2 separate regions of the Gossypium arboreum genome follow, and region 2 is linked to region 1. Evidence: chromatin contacts called from public Hi-C data. All regions are on one chromosome and are shown on one strand. The core of a region is the stretch at or near the end of the contact, and the rest is flanking DNA. Distances in the headings are between cores, read along the strand shown. Region 1 holds the start of LOC108459011 (heavy metal-associated isoprenylated plant protein 35-like). Region 2 holds the start of LOC108458482.

Region 1 (4,968 bases), core at 619-3,118:
GAAGAAAAGTCTCTGTTTAAGAGTAGATCAGGCATAATTGAGTGAAGTTGCATGCAATCCTAGAAATAAGACGACATAAATCTACCAAATTAGAGTCAAATCTAATAGGGGAATCTATAGAACGAGTTAATGCGACAATAAGAGTTTTAATTAGAAAGAGATTTCAATTAATCAACCTAAAGTCAGTTGTTTTTACTCTCGAAAGAGATACTAATATAATTTAGGGATTTTTACAGATCAAGGCAAGAGAATAAATCATTTAATTCAGATTCAGAATAATAAGTGAAGTCTAGGTGGAGTCTTTCCTGGGTATTGTCTCTTTCATCGGTTTATTCGATTATTTTCTTACTTTATTCTCTGTCGAGTTCTTAATAATTAGTTTAGATAATTTTAGATTAAAACAAACTTCTTCAATTTACCGGCTAGATAATAGAAAGATAGTAAATACTAGTACTTTTAGTCCTCATGGAAGCTATACTATTATTCGATAGGTGCGCTTGCCTTTGTCGTGATTTTAGTTAGTTAAGTGAATCATCATCACCTAACTATTAAATTTTTGTTAAATTAATTACTAAATTTTCTATTTTCAATATATTTAAATGAGGGTGGAGCAAGAAATTTTTTTAAAGAAATTGAATTGAATTATAATTTTTTAAGGTCAAAGTATAATTTTATCTTATATTAATTTATACTTTTATCATTTTTTAATGTGCTAAATAAAAAAATTTATTTTTGGGGATAAAACATAATTTTATCACATATTAACTTTTGATTATATCATTTATAAGAGAACTAAAAGGCAATTTATCCATTGAAGTTAACCAAAGCCCTTACCTACCTCTCTAGATTCGCTTATGTTTTATTTTATTTTATTTTGAAAGAAATCGGATTGGAATTTTATTAAAAACTTATGAGAACCAAAACTAAAAATATGGCCCCAAGCCTATACTGCTGGCCACAATCCGTTAGCAACAAAAAATAAAAGAAAAACCAAAAAAAATAAAACAGAAAAGAAATATCTAGTCCAATCTAATCTGAACTATCCCCTACTGTCTATTCTCGTTCCTTCATTTTTTTCATACCGTCAATTCCAGTTCCTAAGAGAAATCTGACTTTTCCCTTCAGGTTCTCTCCATCCTCGTCGTCTTCTTCCCTGATTGGAGAATCGTTCAAGAGTACTTTCTTAATTCGGCTCACTAACCCTCCACCAGTTAGCCTCCAGCGAGCTCAAGGCATAGTCAGGCACTCTCCCTTCTAAGTAAACCTGTTCCCCTTTCCCCAAACTCTCTATAGTTATCTTATAAGCCACCAAATTCGCCATCTTTGGGGTATATTTGAAGTAAATATTCTGAATCTCTATTTTATTCTGTTGGATATTTCTGATATAAGCCCTTATTTTTTATTTATCAACTTCGGTTGACTGACACTTCTTGATAATTGACAATGCATCATCCTCAATCATCACCGATGACAACCCCATGTCCACCCCTATTTGCACCGCCTGAGAACATGCGGGAGCCTCAGCTGCAAACGATGACAATACATCCCTGTTCGGTACTGATTTCGAGGCTAAAACCCCTCTATTGGCGTCTCTAACTACCATCCCCGACCCAAATCTGTACTGTCAGAGGTCGTAAGCTGCGTTGAAATTAATCTTAACACTCATCCCCATCGGAGGGCTCCACCCCATAGTCATACAACTCGTTGTAGGTACCCTTCCTTCTAAACCATCTAATTCCCGAATATGACTGAGAATCAAATCAATAATACTTCTTCCAGATATTTGTTTTCCCTCATGCATACACTTATTCCTTTCTGTCCAGATTATCAACAATGCACAACATAAAAGACGACAATGGTTAATTGAACAATTCTTGAAAAACCAGGTAAGCCACTCCCTATTTTCTGAATTAGAACTTGTCACTAGCCATACAATGTTTAAATTTTTCAAAATTTTCAGGCACTCTTGAAATACATTGTCTTTGCTCTCCACAGCACCCCCATATCTAGGACATAATGCACTGACCACTAATATTTTGTAATATAAATTAGTTAGAGTAAGTAAAAAATTCCAAGAAATTTTCTAAATTGTAACTTTTTGCTTAGCAAATAGATCTAAACTCCATAATTTTCTGTAAAAAGCCCTGGAATCATTTTGGATGTAATTGGAATTAGGATTTGTATTACCTGCTAGAAGCATCTTATACGTAGTCCATATCGAGAACTCCCCCGAAAGTTCTCCTTTCCAAACCAGCAGATCATCATGTGCCTCCTTAGCTAAACAAACTCGAATTCTAGCAGCATCAATATTAGAAAATATATTTTTAATCACATCCACTTTCCATTCTCTAGAGTTACTATCTATTAAATCTGAAACCATTGTTACATCAGCATTACTAATATTGTTTCCCACCTTGTAATTGACTACCCCTGGTAGCCACGCATCCCCAAACACTGAAATTTTGGCACCAGTACCAACTCTCCAACATAGACCATCTTGTAAAAGGCCCATCAACGCCCACACACTCTCCAATTACAAGAAGGTATATTCCTTAATCTGGTACTTAAAAATCAGAATTCGAGTAGATTTTTAAAAATTAGAATTTGAGTACCATTTAGCTTTTAAACCACAAGCTAATAAAGAATTTGGATAATTAATAAGACGGCAGCCTTATTTTGCTAACAAAGCCAAATTGAATTTTGCTAATCTTCTAAACCCCAAACCCCTATTTTCTTTCAACTCAAACAATTGGTTCCACTCACACCAATGTATCCCTCGCCTTCCATGAGCTTTTTTGCCACCAAAATCTCGCTAGCTAACTCCCCACAAAGTGACTTTGGTAACAAAAAGCAAGCTATTAAGTATGTCCAAATAGCCTACAAAAAGGCTTTAATGAAAACCTAATTCCCTCCTTGGGACAAATACCTCGTGCTCTAACTATCAATTCTTTTCTTAAAACGGTCCTTTAAAATCTAGAACGACATCTTCTTTCTACACCCCACCATATTTGATAATCCTAAGTACCTCTCTAGACCATTCGAATGCCTAACCCCCAAAATTTGCGAAACCAATTGCCTATCCCTTTCAAAGGTATTCGAATTATAAAACATAGTGGACTTTTCATAATTAGTAAACTACCCTGAACACACATCATACTCCTTTAATACCTATTTCAAAATCTAATCCCCTTTTTCGTTTGCCTGTCCAAATAAGACACAATCATCAGTGAACAGTAAACGCAATATTTGAAGACCCCTCCTACTAACTTTAGCCCATTTCATTAGTTCATCCTTCATCGCTAATATCATAAAAGAGCCAATAACCCCTTGCTACATATTAAAAAAAGAAACAGACTCAATGGGCCCCCTTACCAAAGGCTTCTAGTAGATCTGAATGCCTCCCCAACTTTCTCATTCACAATTGTTAAATACAAAACAAAAGTAATGCACCCCATAATAATCTCCACCCACGACCTAGCAAAACCTATTCATTTCATTATCTCCTTTAAAAAACGCCATTTTACCTGGTTTTACACTTTACTCATATCTAATTTTAATGCTATGAACCTCTTTCTCCCTATTCTCTTTTGCCTAAAAGTTTGCAAGATTTCATAAACCAACAGCACATTATCAAATATCAATAAACCCAACACAAAGGCACTTTGAGCACCATAAATACAAACATCTAATACTATTTGAAAACGATTAGCTACCACCTTTGATACCACTTTGTAAAGAACCGTGCATAAACTAATTAGCCTAAAATTTGTTAAATTCATCGTATGGGGAATTTTTGGAATCAACACAATATTGGTAATATTAAAGGGTTCTAAAGCCATACCTTTGTTCAAAACTCCTAAGCAATATGAAGTAACGTCTCTCCGAACAATATGCCAAATCCTTAAAAGAACAAACCTGGAAAACCATCTGCTCCAACGCCTTTGTTAGCCCCCTTCCTTTTAAGGCCGAATAAACCTCCTCCCCCATAAACCTGGTCATCAACATCTAATTAACATCATATGAAATGCACTTCTCCACCCCCGACAAAATATGACTAGTATCTCATATCCCATTTGAAAAAAGATTTTGAAAATAATTCTGAACAATCCCCTTCATTTCATCCTTATCCATAGCCACCCTCCCATCATCATATTACAGACTACTAATGTGATTCATTATTCTACGTTGGGAGGCATAATTATGGAAAGAAAAGCTATATTTTTATCCCTTAACTTTAGCCAATTCACTCATGCTCTCTCCTCCCAATACGCTTCATCCTTATCAATTTCTAAATTAAGATGAATTTTTGTGTCAATGATCTTTGTAATATACTCATCATCTCTTTCCTAATCAACCAACTCTTCCAGCTTCCTTGTTAAATCCCTTTTAAGACCCTCCATTTAAACTTTGATGGTCCATGTCCATTTCCTCAATCCATTACTTAAACATTCCAACTTTGCAATGATATCACCTAGGGTAGATTCCTAAATCCATTTCACCTCCCACTTAAATGATTCTTAATAACCCATCACGCTTCAAACCAAAACCTTTTCAACATTAACCTATTCATTCCCTAATCCATATAAAGGAGAAGTGGACAGTGATCCAAAAACGAGTGTGGTAAATGTCAAATCACTGTGTTTGGAAACATGTTCATCTGTTCAACATTCATCACACATCTATCCAGTCGTTCTCTGATTTTTTTTCTAGTAAATTCCCCATTTCCCAAGTAAACCAATACCTAGAATAACCAACATCCTACCAAGACTCCTCAAAAAACCTTCATTCTCCTCTCATCCCTTGGCACCCCAAACCTTCTCAAAGGAATACACGATCTCATTAAAATCCCCACACATTAACCAAAGTAGGTCCTAAGAACAACCTAGACTCCTCAATAAATTCTACGAATCATCTTTGTTACTTGCAAACGGAGCTACATAGAACCTAATAAACCTCCACTTCTAACTC
Region 2 (4,968 bases), core at 715-3,214, 230 kb before region 1:
GCAAAGAGGGCATGATTGGAAAGTATAAACTTCGCCTAACTTTTGCTAAACTGAGTATATGATCTTTATTTATTTAGCTATAAAATATCGCCTATTACTAAGTAATTTCCTCTTATTCTTCCAACCCGCAGGTTGATCCCTTTTCTAGTGTTAGTACTGCACATGGCATTGGCGAAAATGTTCGTCACCAAATTCATAAATCCCACCCCGAAGTAACCGAAGTTTTCATACACATTGGTATGTTACATGACTAGTTCATCCCTAAACCAACTTTTCATTGTGGTAGTCACATTACCTATGGGCTTTAAAAACACCGTTTGCATTTCCAAATTGTTGGCTTAAATATCAACTTTCTTTTTTCCATTTCGAAATTGTAGATCCTGCCTATGTAGAGTTCTCCCCTGATTTAATGGACCAAAATGAAGGTTTGAAGACAATCACTGAACAGAATAGTAACATGTCTGTCGGTGAAGAGAATGTTCAAGCAATTGTTTCTCATATTCTCTCATCAAAGTTTCCAAAGGTATGTGTCTCCTCTCATTATGTTATAAACAAACCTGATTTTAAGCTCTCAAGGTTACATGAATGCTTGCAGAAATTTAAGGTCGAGCGCATCACCCAACACACCTTACAAGGGAAGATGGTACTTGAAGTTGAGGTTACCATGCCACCAGATATTATGATCCGGTAAACAAGCTTTCCTTTTCGTTTTAGATTCATAATTTGTTCAGATTTTGCCTTGGAGATTCAAATTCAATATATTTGCCTAAATGCAGCGAAGCCATGGACACAGCGAAGGAAGCAGAGAAGGAGATAATGAAGGCAGCTTCAAACATTGTTCATGTCAACCTGCAGCTGAGATTGGGACGCCCAATTCCACAATTCAGATATATTTAACAAAACTTCCAATATTCAAGAAACCAGATTGCTCTGCCCTACCCTTAAACCTAGTTTGCTTTGCTCTACTGTTCCCATCTTTTGCAAAATGTGAAATAAAAAAGTTACTGTTGTTATAGGTATATCTTGATTTGCTTACGAATAAAAAGGAGATGAAAACTGATACAAAATTAAGAGCCAAAATGATCAGATAATTGTAGTCTGAATTTTTTTAGGCTACATTGTATTATTTCAGGAAAGGATATCATCATTTCAATGGCTCTGAATCAGGTAATAATATATATATTTTCATAAATAAATAAAAAGACAGTGAAGTTGGAGGGAAGAAGAAGGCTCAGAAGGATCCATTGGTGATTTTCTAATCACAAAAGAGCGAAAAAACCCCCTTCGTAAAATAGGTAGTTTTCAACATCACAGCCTCCCCCATCTTCTGTTATTGAAAACAAAACCAGAAAAAAGGATAATCAAAGCTTCAGAAATTCATCATTTTGAGAAGAAAAAAATGGAGAGAGAGAGAGAGAGAGAGAGAGAGAGGCAATTGCTTCAGCTGCGGGCGTAACTATAAATAGAGAAAAATTCAAAATTAGGGTTTAGGGGTTGCGTTGGTGAGGGGCATGCTTTACTTCGATTCTCGGAGTCGGCGGATAGCTAATTAGGTTTGGGCTTTGAAGGGATCCCTTCATAATCTGAGCTTTAGCTTCTTCGTAGTTAAAAAGCCCATTTGTTTATTTTATTTATTTAATTTTGAAATGGACTTATTCTATCGAAATAATTATTTAGGACTTTTTCTATACAATAATTATTTTAATTGAATAAAATATTTAATATTTTAATTATGTTTGATAATCATTTTAATTTTTGACTTAATATAAAATTTGTAATAAAAAGTGTTGAATAAATAATTAGATAAGTACTTATCGTTTAACATAAAAATATTAAGTTAAATTTATTTTATAAAAAATCTAAATAAATTATATTTTTAAAAATATTCAAATAATTATATTTATCATTTATCTAAAACTATCTAAAATAACAAAAATATTATACTAACAATATTAAATTTTTTCTTTTGAAAATGCCAGCTGATACTATTAATGGGAAAAGAAATCAATTCGATTACAGGCCTTAAAGACTAATGACCCTACAACTAGCCATCCCTAATTGATCACCAAAACGATGCTTTGAAACTCACAAAAACAAAACAAAAAGTAATGGAAAGCACATAGAACAGACACAAACTTGGAAATGAAACCAAACAAACTCAAACTTAACAAAGAGAAAAGCCAGGCTTGGAATCCCATTCTTCTCTAGCATTTTAAGCAACATCTTTTGTGCATCAGCAACTCAAGAGACCGATTATCCATGAACAACCAATTTCTGACCTTTCAAGCCCCAATCTCTATCAAAATCCTCGAGTTCATCGGACAGACCAATCGTCACAAAGTCCGGACTCAACTAAACCAGTCATCCACCATCATCTCCGCCACTCCTATCGCAGTTTACCAGTTCTTCCACCTCACGCGGTACTTCCTCTATCTAGTATTGGGGTCATCATATCTCCGTCCTTCCATCGCCATCCCATGTGCCACTTTATTGGCTTCCCTCGGTACAAATCTAAAACACATTCTTCTAAATTTGGGTGTTCTCCCCTTGATTTCTTAAATCAGACTGCTAATACATGATCTATCTTCTTTTGCAGAGTTTAGTTTTTTGATTACAGTTAGCGCGTCTCCCTCAACACATATATCTCGAAAACCCATTTCGACGGCCATAGTAACAGCCTGCAAACACGCCCTTGCCTCGGCCATAATCGGATCTGAAATATTCTTTCATGGGTAAGTACACGATGCCATCACTAATCCTTCTTTATTCCACGCAATGACTCGTGAACATGATCTTCGAGAATGTTGATTAAAAGAAGCATCAAAATTAATTTTTATAACATCATCAACAGGTGGTTCCCACACAAATCTTTTAGTCTCTTGCCTATTCTTCAATATCTCACCCATTTGCGTTATTTCGGAATAATAAGCATTGATAAACCTCACAATTTCATGTGCTTGCTCCCTTATCCCTTCATGGTAAATTTTGTTGCGAATGTACCAAAGAGCCCAGAAAGAAATAGCTCTGATTTTGCATGCTTCATTACTATAGTTCTCAACTCTAATGCTAACCATTTTTTCCAATTGGATTCTCTGTTGGTAGTTGAGTTAGTCACCCCCAACTCCTGCTGTACCTGTTGAGTAAAAGTGCAATCCCGAAAAAAGTGGCTCACCGTTTCCTCTTTTGCTCGGCATATTGGACAGAGCGTATCCACCACAAGCTTATGGGCTCTCAATTTTGCATCGTGGGCACAAATTCATTAGCAACCCTCCACATATGTATACGAATCTTGCTTGGTACATTAAGAAACTGAGATAGAAATTCATGTTGTATCATAGAATCCTCAACTGTAATTAGCCATTTATATCCACTTTTGACTGTATAAATCCTTGTATTATTGCCTCTTCAAATTAACGCATCATGTGGTTCACTGCTAGCCAATGGGATCAAAAGAATTCTCTTCAGCTGCTCCTCTCCAAATGATAAACAAATAGCATCTTGCTTCCAGGTAACAGATTCCCTCTCGATTAAATCATACACCTTAGAATATCGAATATCAATATTCTGAAAGTGCACCCTACCATTTCCAAACCTTAGCAACCAGGCATCATTCCAAATATTTACTGCAATGTCGTCCCCCATTCTCCAACCCACCCCCTCCTCAAGGAGTTGTTTAGCTTCCCAGATACTTCGCCAGGTATACGAAGGGTAAGAACCTAATCCTGTACTCATGAAGTCCCCTCTTGGGAAATATTTTGCCTCCATTAATCGTGCAAACAAACAATTAGGCTATGGAAAATGCCATGTTTCTAACCACAATCCGGAGCTAGTTGATTCTTGCCCTTTGTTCCCAAAATAATTCTTCCCTGTCAGCTTTAAAATTCATCTCTAGTTTAATCTTTGTAATCTTCGCCAAAACTGCATCACTAATCTCATCTGCACTTAATTCAAGCAGTCTAGAATTTAAAACTGTTGTTCATTGCTCCCTTAATACTTTTTCCTTTTTTGCCCAATTGCTCAAGCTTACTCTTATCTCCTTCAGCTTTACCAAGTTATTTTGCTTAGTTGAGTTTCAACCACTTTTAACTCGTTTCTCGAAGTCATTACCCAGCATCCAATTGGCATTGAAATGAAATTGGTACTGTCTTTTCCTAAATCGCAAACTCCTATCCCCATTTGTATCCACAACCACCAGGCAATGATCAGAAAAGCTATGTTGCAAGTGGTTCACCGAATACCCTATAAAAAGATCCCACCATTTTAGATTAGCTACCCATTTGTCCAGTCTTTTCCTTATATTATTTCCAGGCAACTTACCTCTCTTCCATTTGTACCATTGCCCAGAAAAACCCAAATCGCTTATCTCGCACTCTTCTAGCACTTCTAGAAAAGCAATCATTTATCTTTCCTCTCGAATTTTGCCCTTGTTTTTAAAAAAAAAAACAAAATTTCATTAAAATCTCCCAGAATCAATCATGGTTTATTATTCTTGTGCTATAGATACCTTAATAACACCCACGAATCCTTTCTAGCATGCTCCACAGGCGCTCCATAAAAACTCGTAAATCTTCATATTGCCATATCATTCCCCTCATCTTCTTCCATATCAATATGGGACTTTGAAAAACTTTTTAACAATATATTCAACCCCTCCCTTCACCTTAACGATAAACCCCCTCTCGTCCCTTCCGCATTGACACCAATTCCATACTCAAACACACAGCTGTCTAATTTTCTCTATACGTTTCCCAGTATCCTTTGTTTCTATAAGAAACAAAATTTGAGGCTGAATATGTTTCAACTTATTTTTGAGACGTCTGATGGTCCGTGGCTGCCCCAAACCACAAACATTCCAACTAAAGATTTTCATTGCACCCGACCGGCTTACTTGCTAACAGTATTTCATTTCCCATTCCATATTCAATAACCTCCTATTGTTGGCAAAATCACTCATTTTTGTATGAAACC

Evidence for each region. A called contact is a pair of places that touch in the nucleus more often than the background predicts.
Region 2: a contact with region 1 is called in a Hi-C map of leaf, with 4 times the contacts expected there. The contact joins the promoter of LOC108458482 here to the promoter of LOC108459011 in region 1. A contact is called at or near these places in 2 of 5 Hi-C or Micro-C datasets (both in leaf).

The regions. Positions count from the first base shown.
Region 1 is chr8:125,094,923-125,099,890 of ASM2569848v2, reverse strand. LOC108459011 (heavy metal-associated isoprenylated plant protein 35-like) reads left to right here and starts at 1,868. Exons shown (of 4, transcript XM_053017959.1): 1 at 1,868-1,886. The coding sequence starts at 1,868.
Region 2 is chr8:125,324,389-125,329,356 of ASM2569848v2, reverse strand. LOC108458482 reads left to right here and starts at 1,964. Exons shown (of 3, transcript XR_008286844.1): 1 at 1,964-2,503; 2 at 2,597-3,508. LOC108457948 (metal tolerance protein C1) reads left to right here. Exons shown (of 12, transcript XM_017757167.2): 9 at 132-237; 10 at 378-523; 11 at 596-687; 12 at 777-1,067. The coding sequence ends at 897. It overlaps LOC128279871 (small nucleolar RNA R41), which reads right to left and starts at 1,321; the gene lies at 1,224-1,321. It overlaps LOC128279873 (small nucleolar RNA Z155), which reads right to left and starts at 1,155; the gene lies at 1,078-1,155.